Linked DNA regions of Zea mays: regions 1 and 3 are each linked to region 2. A link is a contact called in public Hi-C and HiChIP or PLAC-seq data. All regions are on one chromosome and are shown on one strand. Each heading gives the region's core, a stretch centred on a gene start, on an enhancer-like site or on the middle of the called end of the contact. The rest is flanking DNA. Distances are from core to core; before and after follow the strand shown.

Region 1 (2,700 bases), core at 155-2,654, 140 kb after region 2:
CCCGAGGGGATCCACCGGGGAGGAATCCCCTTCCAATTCAATTTTGAATAGCAAGTGGTTTTCTTCCCCTAGGGATCCCCGATCACCAAATCAGTCCTTAGTTTGTTTGTTAATTATGGAGAAATGGACGCAACACGCCCAGCAGCTAGTTAGCTGCTAGCTAGCTCGGGTTACATTACAGACTGATGACCGCGGATTGAGCACGAACCTACTTAACAACAACACACTGCACGCGTATACTCTAATTAAGACAAGATATATGTTTAACTTGACGAGCGAGGACGACGATGCATGCATGCACGATTAGGTGTCTGTAGTGGGCGTGCAGCAGCCGAGCCCACGGCGCGGCTTGCCGGCGGCGGACCCGCTCCTCCTCCATCCACTTCCCGCGGCGGCGGCGCTGCTGCTGTCGTCGTGGGGCGGCGGCGGCGGCACAAGGGGCACGGCGTCCGGCTCCGGTTCCTTGAACGATTTGGTGCGGATCTCGACGCACGAGCAGCGGTCCAGGGACGCAAAGAAGGCGCTCTGGATGCCCCCGCCGAGGGCCTCGGCGGGGCGGCACAGCGGCCTGCCGCAGCCGCCTGCGCCTGGGGCCGGCAGACGCCTCCTCGCGGCGCCGCGGCGGAAAGCGAAGGGGACGCACCGCGGCGAGGAGGTGGCGGAGGAGGAGGAGGAGGAGGAGGAGGAGGCGGCGGCGGCGAGTGTTGACATGGTCTGGTAGTCTGGTTTGCAGCAGCTTGCTGGCTATACTACTAACTATAGTGAGGTGTGGAGTGATCTGATGGCTCCTGCGAGTGAGTGATTCGCTACGACACCGCGCCATTGCCTATAAAAAGATGAAAAAGAAACGAATCATTTTTTTTCTTCTTTTTTGGCGGCAAGTTTAATTTAATTATTAGCGAGTGGAGTGATGACCATAGTAGTGCCGCGGGCTCCTCAACGTCGGCCCACCTGCACTGCACGGCTGCACCCAACTGCGGCTTCCGTGGCTCCTGCGCGCACGAGTGTCCGCGTCCATGCATGTGCTCATGAACAGAACAGGGTGGGCAGGGCATCATCGAGGAATGAATAGAAGGGCCACATGCTTCATTCTGTAGTCTGTAAAGCAGTGGCCACCGTGCTGCTGCACAACAAAGCAAGCATCGATCCACGGAAGTCGTCCACGCAAACGTGTAAAATGGCCGGCCGGCCGGCGACAGGACAGCTTCCAAACCCCTTTTGTGTTTCCAGCTCTGGGTCAGGTAATGGTCACGCTCACACGTCGCCTACAGACTACAGTACGCATAATAGAAATATGGAATTTTGTTCGTGTTTTTCTTTTTCCTTTGTTTGTTTCCTGTTCCTGTATATATATAGTGGAATGGTGGACTTTTGTACGTGTAGATAGCTAGACAGTATGTAGTGTGGAATGGTGGAGCTAGCGAGCATGGCATGGAACATGATCCTGTTACTGTATATGCATGTACTCGTAGTAGTAGGTAGCTGTAACCAATGCATGATCAGCACAACCAGTCTGGATGATGTTGCTGGTCAGCTCAGCTGGAGCTGGTGACAACCTCCAGCAGTCCAGCCCCGGGCCGGGCCCGGTGCATGTAAATATATGCGGTGCCGGAGAGACTACTGATTACTGACACTCTCTTGCTGCTTGGCGTCGCCATCGCACAGTGACACGGCCATCGGCACTCAACTCACTCCACAGGCTTCGTTTCATCATCATCATCATCACCGTCGTCATAGCCATGGCCGCGCGTCACCACGCCCCGCACCTCCTCGCGATGCTCATGCTCTCGGCGGCCGGCTTCTTCTCCGTGGCCTCCGCCGCGCGCGACCTCGACGCAGCCAACCCGCTCGCGGTCGCGGTCGCGGCGCCCGCCGCTGGCCGAAACAACGACAACAACAACCCTCCCGAGCCTAACTACTACTCCTACCATGGCGGCTACGGCGCCGTCCCGGCGGGCTACGGACCTGCAGGCGTCTCTGGCGCCGGCGGGTGGGGCGCGGGCTCCGGCGGCGGTGGCGGGTACGCACACGGCGGCGTGGAAGCGCCGACGGTGATGTGCCAGGACAAGGGGCCCTGCTACGGCAAGAAGGTGGCGTGCCCCAAGCGCTGCTTCTGGTCCTACAGCCGCTCCGGCAGCGGATACGGAGCCGGAGGCGGCGGCGGGTCCTGCACCGTCGACTGCAAGGACAAGTGCACCGCCACCTGCTGATGGATCGACGGGTAGAGCTAACTAGCTATCTGCTCATGGCTCTCCACTCGATCGATGACGATATATACTACTACATACAGTGTGTGTGCGCTTGTACTATATATATATATATATATATATATATATACAGTATACAATAGTAATCGGCCCCTTGCTCTTGCAGTACCAGCTGGTTAATTTCAGAGGAACTATGAATTACGATGAACTGCTGCTGCTGCTGGTTCATTAATTAATGAATAAGGCGTTGGATCACGCCACGCATGATCGATGTCGGCCATGCATGCAGTGTGCTTCATCAGCTATTACATATAACGAATTTTGCACGCAATCTGATGGAGATGGAATCATTGCATTTCCAGCTGAAGCTCCTGTAATGTAAGCCACCTGGAGCCGGAAAAGGCTCGCTCACACAGTTACTCACGCAGTCACGCTGCGTACACCATTGATTCATTGGCGCAACCATTGACCAGACGTTATATATTATGAACAC
Region 2 (2,700 bases), core at 112-2,611:
ACCAGATAGTCCGGTCGTGCACCGGACATGGCACTGTTTACTGTCCGGTGCGTGCCATGTCAGCCGACCGTTGGGGTTTGGAGCTGTTGACCGTTGAAGTCATTTGTCCTCTTGCGGCACCGGATAGTCCCGTGGCACACCGGACAGTCCGGTGTGTTCTGACTTTGCAGTTCTGACTTCTGCCTTCTACACTGTTCACTGTTCACCGCAGTCGACCGTTGGACGCAGTTGACCGTTGCTCTGTTGGCTCACCGGACAGTCTGGTGCACACCAGACTATTCGGTGTTATAACGAAGTGACTCTGAGAAAAAAAACCCGAGAGCGGCCAGTTCGCGAAGTGCCTCGGCCTGGGCACTGGACAATGTCTGGTGTGCCATTGGCTGTACCTATACTTGTTTTTGCTCCAAACTTTGTAGAGTTCTTAACTCATTTTCTTTGTTAGTTTATGTTGAACTTTATGCACCTGAGATAAATGACAACTAGGCAAACTAGTTAGTCCACATGGTCTGTGATAGACATCAAACACTAAAATCGATTATATGAAATGTTTAAGCCCATTTCCCTTTCCCTTTATATCTAAAGTAATTGTGCTAGCAAGACGGTATGCAGCATAAAAACAATATAAAAAATATTAACATTTCAAGCTTTATAATTTAAAAAACAAACAAAACCAATGGGTAGTTGACACCTCACCTCCATGATTAAGGAAGCAGCTATCCAAATTGGAGTGGATGTATTTCATGATTAGTAGCGGATGACCAAATGAATATATATATTTTCGTGCCTGTAAATGGGCTATTTCGTGCCTCCATAAACGTGTCGTTCTCTTGTGCCCGTTCACGGCTGTAACCTCGGCCCAGACATAGGCCGATGCATAATTTTGGGTCATGCCGTGCTTCGGACCAGCCCACTACGTTCGGTTCGGTCCAAATGTACGTACCTCTGCATACAATATCGAAAAAGCATGTGTATTTGCGAAATGAGAAATTTCTTTTTTTTTTCTTTCACCCTCTAACTCACTAGATTTTGTTGAGGTTTCAAAAAAAAAATCGCCAAAATTTTGAACCCTGGATATGGCCACCAACCTTCCATACAAGTCCAAGAGACGACTAATGTAGAGGAGAGTAGGAGCCAGAATGCAGAGGCGAGCTAATTGGCTCCTAACCCGTAACTGCTCGAGCACAAACACCACCATTACCATTTGGTCACACGTTTGTCGTGCAGGAGAGAAGAGAAGGCAAGGGAAGGGAAGGCATCCATTCGACGCTTGCTTTGCATGACCACCATCACCACCACCACCATCGCCATCACTTGTTGCACTAGCCCTAAATGCCAGTGCTCTGCCGATAACCTCCTCTCCCTTGAGCGCCAACCACCGTTTTTCCCCCCTTCCTCCACCTCCGTCTGGGTCTCCTCACACCAAGAAACACACACGCGGCAGAGAGACAATCCATTCCAATATACAAACAGGACGGCAGGACACAGCCTTCGCGTGCCAACGATGGGGCAGCAGGAGGAAGTAGCGGCCGTGCAGAAGCCGCCGGCCGCCGCCGTGGTCTTCACGTGGGAGCCTGTCGTCACCGTCACCGCCAAAAGGCCGGAAGGCGGCGTCGGGGACACCACCGCCGTCATCACGCCGGCGGGGAGCCCGACGACGAAGGCGGCGCGGCGGCTCGCGGTGCCGCCGCCGCCGGGCCGGGCCGCGGCGAGGAGCCTGTCGTCGAGGGCCGGCGGCCGCGCCGTGCGGCCGGAGGACGACCCGTTCCTGGCCGCGTACCTGGCGTGCACCAAGAGCGGCAGCAGAGGAGGAGGAGGGGGCGGGGACGCCGGTGGCACCGGCACCGGCACCGGCACCGGCGCGCCGAGGCAGAGGCAGGGCTGGAGCCGGTTCGCGTGGGCGCGCCTCGGCCTTTCCTGCAAGAGCTCCGCCGGCGCCGTCGAGCGGAGCATGGTGAAGCTGGCCAAACGGCCGGAGGCGGTGGACCCTAGAGATGCTTGAAATCCACTCACTGCCCGCGGCCTGTTGGCCTGCTCGTCTTCTCTGCTTCGATCTTCTAGTGCGTCTTGTCATGTTCAGTTCTAGCTGCTGGTCTTCCTCCTCCTCTTCTTTTTTTCTCTTCTTCTTTCGGTGTCAAGCTTGAATTAGCGAGGGCTAGCTATGCGTGGTGATGGAATTTGAGAATCACTCTGTGAATGAATGAAAAAAAGGAGACATATTTTAGCGCAGGATTATTATGCGAGTCGTAGCAATGTCTGTTATGTGAAAAAAATAAAATGTCCTCCTCCCCTCTTTTTTTCTTTTCTTTTTACTTGTCATAGGTAGGGGGAGATGATGGGTTGCCTGACATGACAGCGAACGCATCCGTGTGTCCTGTCTCTGACTGAATGCCAACCCCAGCCTGATAAACCATGACTACTGACTTTAAACCGTACGTTGATACAAGAAGCCAATGCACGATCGTAGCTAGGATCGAAATGGAACTGGCAAAATCAACATTCCTGGTATTCGAGCAGGAGAATGGCAAGCACAGTCCATCTCTAACTGAACCGATGCCCCCCCCCCCCCCCCCCCCCCCCCCCGTACGAGGAACGAGCTGCACACGTCAGTCGGTCAGTCAGAGGGTGAGCCTGGTGAGGGAAAGGCTAGCTAGGCAGAGCCCTGTGAAGTACAAGTACAACCATCTGATGAGCAGTCATGGT
Region 3 (2,700 bases), core at 187-2,686, 230 kb after region 2:
GAATATGTACTCTAGACTCGATGATCGTCATCCATCATCGAGCAGTGTAGCTCCATCACGTACACAATTATACACAAACTTGCTCCAAAGCGATCGAGTTCTGGGAGCCCTGAGGCACCGTAGACACGACATCCACGTTTCTTCTTCTGCGTTCAAAAATAAACTAGCCGTACGACAAATATTCGAGTTAAAAAAATCCTAGACAACACCAAACAGCACAACCAATTTCAAAGCAGCAACACTAATCAGAATTGCTGCCACCGCTAATCAGTATAGACGATACGATCCTGAATAATCGATGTTACAACCTTAATCAACACTAGTAGTGAATAGTTTTTTTTTCCCCTTTAGTCTCAGTTAGAGTTGGACTCACGACAAATAAAAAAACATTAATCTTGATTGGAGCCACCAAACGAGATAATGATACCGCTTAAACAAAAGCCAAAACACACCTACATTTCATATATCAAAATTTATATATACAACCCGTCAAAATTCACATCCCTAAATGATATCATAGGATTTAATATATTAAATTATATATATGTATATATTTTATTAGAATTCATATTCACAATAATCTATAAAAAAAATCTAACGACTAGTATTAGTTTCCAGGAACTGTAGTGCCCGATTAGCCGGCGTTCATCAAGTTTTATAAATCGGTCGGGAACCGTGGGGTTTAGGCCGATTTCTCGTTCCTGGTCTTTAAAATTTTGCTTTAAGATTCTAAACATTAAAAAAAACAGAGGAAAAATTATGATGAAAACTACATGTGTTTTGAGCAACATGGTATATCTTATACTTATTTTTATTTAAAAAATCATATTTTTTTTGTAACAAACAATAAATTTTCCCAAAGAAAATTGGAATTCAGGATTTTTTTAAAAGTAAAAACCTGTACACCGATTTTTTGAGAAATACCGAAAACCAGACAGAAACACGGTTTTTCGTCGGGATTCATGAAAATTTTTTTTGTTTTGAATTTGCAAACAGATCTAAAATTCAAAAATCGTCGAAAACCGTCCGAAAGAAGTGATTATGGGTATGTTTATTTCATTATTTTCTGGCGAGGTTTGCTAAGAATTTGGTTGGGGAAGAATATCACGTGATTATGTACATAGAAAGATGAAGGATGTCTATAGAGGTTAAGATCTAGACTCCTACTATCGTGACAACTCTGTGATTATATGTTTAGGTTGAATTTTGACGATTTTCATTAAAATAATTCTTATGATGAATTTAGACGATTTTTTATTAAAATGATTCTTATAAAAACGATCTGAAAACTAACGTTTGGTGGTTGTCAGCAACTTGAAGCGACACAAGGGGGGGGGGGGGGGGAGACAAGAAGCCTGAAATAAGTTGAAACAACCAGCAAAAGCAAAAGTGGGGGAGAAAATGACAGAAAGGCCGGAGCGACACAAAGAAAGAGGCCCAATACCATACAGTCCACAAGTCGCGCGCGGGCCGCGGGGTAGAACGCAAGCGGAGGCGTCCCTGGCAACAAAGGCAGCAATGGCGACGGGGTGGCTCGCAGGGTCTCTCCCCCTCCGCTCCGCATCCACAGCCCCGTCGGCGGCCAGGGCACAGCCTCTCCCCTCCGCCGCCGCGCCACGCCGCATCCCAGCGCGACTTTCGGTTGCCACGGGCGGGGGCGAGCAGCAGCTCGTCACCGCGCAGGAACCGGCGCACGGTGAGTCGTGACTGCCTCTTGCTGCTGCCTGGCTGCTATATAAAATGTCAAATCCAATCCGACCCACTGTAGTTAGCTTCGCACTATGTCCACGAACTATCCTACCACTGGATCCAGAACCGGACATTAGGTTTCCCGTGGCTGCTCATCTTTAATTTCCCAGTACGAGTTGTTAACAGATTTGCCGTCTGCTCTTTGGTGGGGCAGCAGAACCTGATTATGGAGTTGTAAGCATTCACCATGTCGGGATCCTGTGCGAGAATCTTGAGAGGTCACTGGCGTTCTACAAGGACCTACTGGGTGAGCTGGCTATTCACCTCGTGTTTCTGCTCTTCTCTGCGGCGTGTTCGCCTGGAAAGCAAATGAGCTGACGGAATCAATTGCTCAACCAGGTCTGAGGGTGAATCCAGCTCGGCCAAACGACAAGCTCCCGTACAGGGGCGCTTGGCTCTGGGTGGGTTCTGAGATGATCCACCTGATGGAGCTGCCGAATCCTGATCCGTTGACCGGACGCCCCGAGCACGGCGGACGTGATCGGCATACCTGTATAGCGATTAGAGATGTTCTGAAGCTGAAAGAAGTTTTTGATGAAGCTGGTACGCCCGGATCTTCACTTCCTCCTTTGTTTTGCCCTAATTATATGCTGCTATGTGACATGATCTTTGTTGTGTTGATCATCTCGCTCAATCCTAGAAAAGCTATTTGTAACGTCAGTGAAGTCATAAACTCTTTCAACTTAGAGTGTTTTTGTTTTTCTACTAGATTATATAAGTTGGATTATGGTGAAATAGGAGGGTAAAATATCAATTTGTGACTACGAATAAGCTGAAAGAAGCGAGCATTGTGTAATTTATTTTAGCTTATTTGTAATTTCAAAGTGATATTTTATCTTTTTACTCTTCCACCATAATCCAATTTATATAATATACGATAAAAATAAATAAGGCCTCCCTTAATAAGCCTTTACCATGACATGATTCGGTATTGTGGTCTGTTTTTCATCA

Evidence for each region. A called contact is a pair of places that touch in the nucleus more often than the background predicts. HiChIP or PLAC-seq counts read pairs in DNA pulled down with a chosen protein or histone mark.
Region 1: a contact with region 2 is called in an H3K4me3 HiChIP or PLAC-seq map of leaf, with 5 times the contacts expected there. The contact joins the promoter of LOC100382392 here to the promoter of LOC100277063 in region 2. A contact is called at or near these places in 1 of 25 Hi-C or Micro-C datasets (ear) and 1 of 3 datasets of contacts at active chromatin or transcription factors (leaf).
Region 3: a contact with region 2 is called in a Hi-C map of leaf, with 7 times the contacts expected there. The contact joins the promoter of LOC100283949 here to the promoter of LOC100277063 in region 2. A contact is called at or near these places in 3 of 25 Hi-C or Micro-C datasets (bundle sheath, ear and leaf).

The regions. Positions count from the first base shown.
Region 1 is chr1:183,815,588-183,818,287 of Zm-B73-REFERENCE-NAM-5.0, reverse strand. It overlaps LOC100382392 (cold shock protein-1), which reads left to right and starts at 1,404. Exons shown (of 1, transcript NM_001175137.1): 1 at 1,404-2,351. The coding sequence starts at 1,740. The coding sequence ends at 2,210.
Region 2 is chr1:183,957,570-183,960,269 of Zm-B73-REFERENCE-NAM-5.0, reverse strand. It overlaps LOC100277063, which reads left to right and starts at 1,361. Exons shown (of 1, transcript NM_001150730.3): 1 at 1,361-2,226. The coding sequence starts at 1,502. The coding sequence ends at 1,999.
Region 3 is chr1:183,729,768-183,732,467 of Zm-B73-REFERENCE-NAM-5.0, reverse strand. LOC100283949 reads left to right here and starts at 1,436. Exons shown (of 4, transcript NM_001156847.2): 1 at 1,436-1,696; 2 at 1,904-1,996; 3 at 2,089-2,292. The coding sequence starts at 1,519.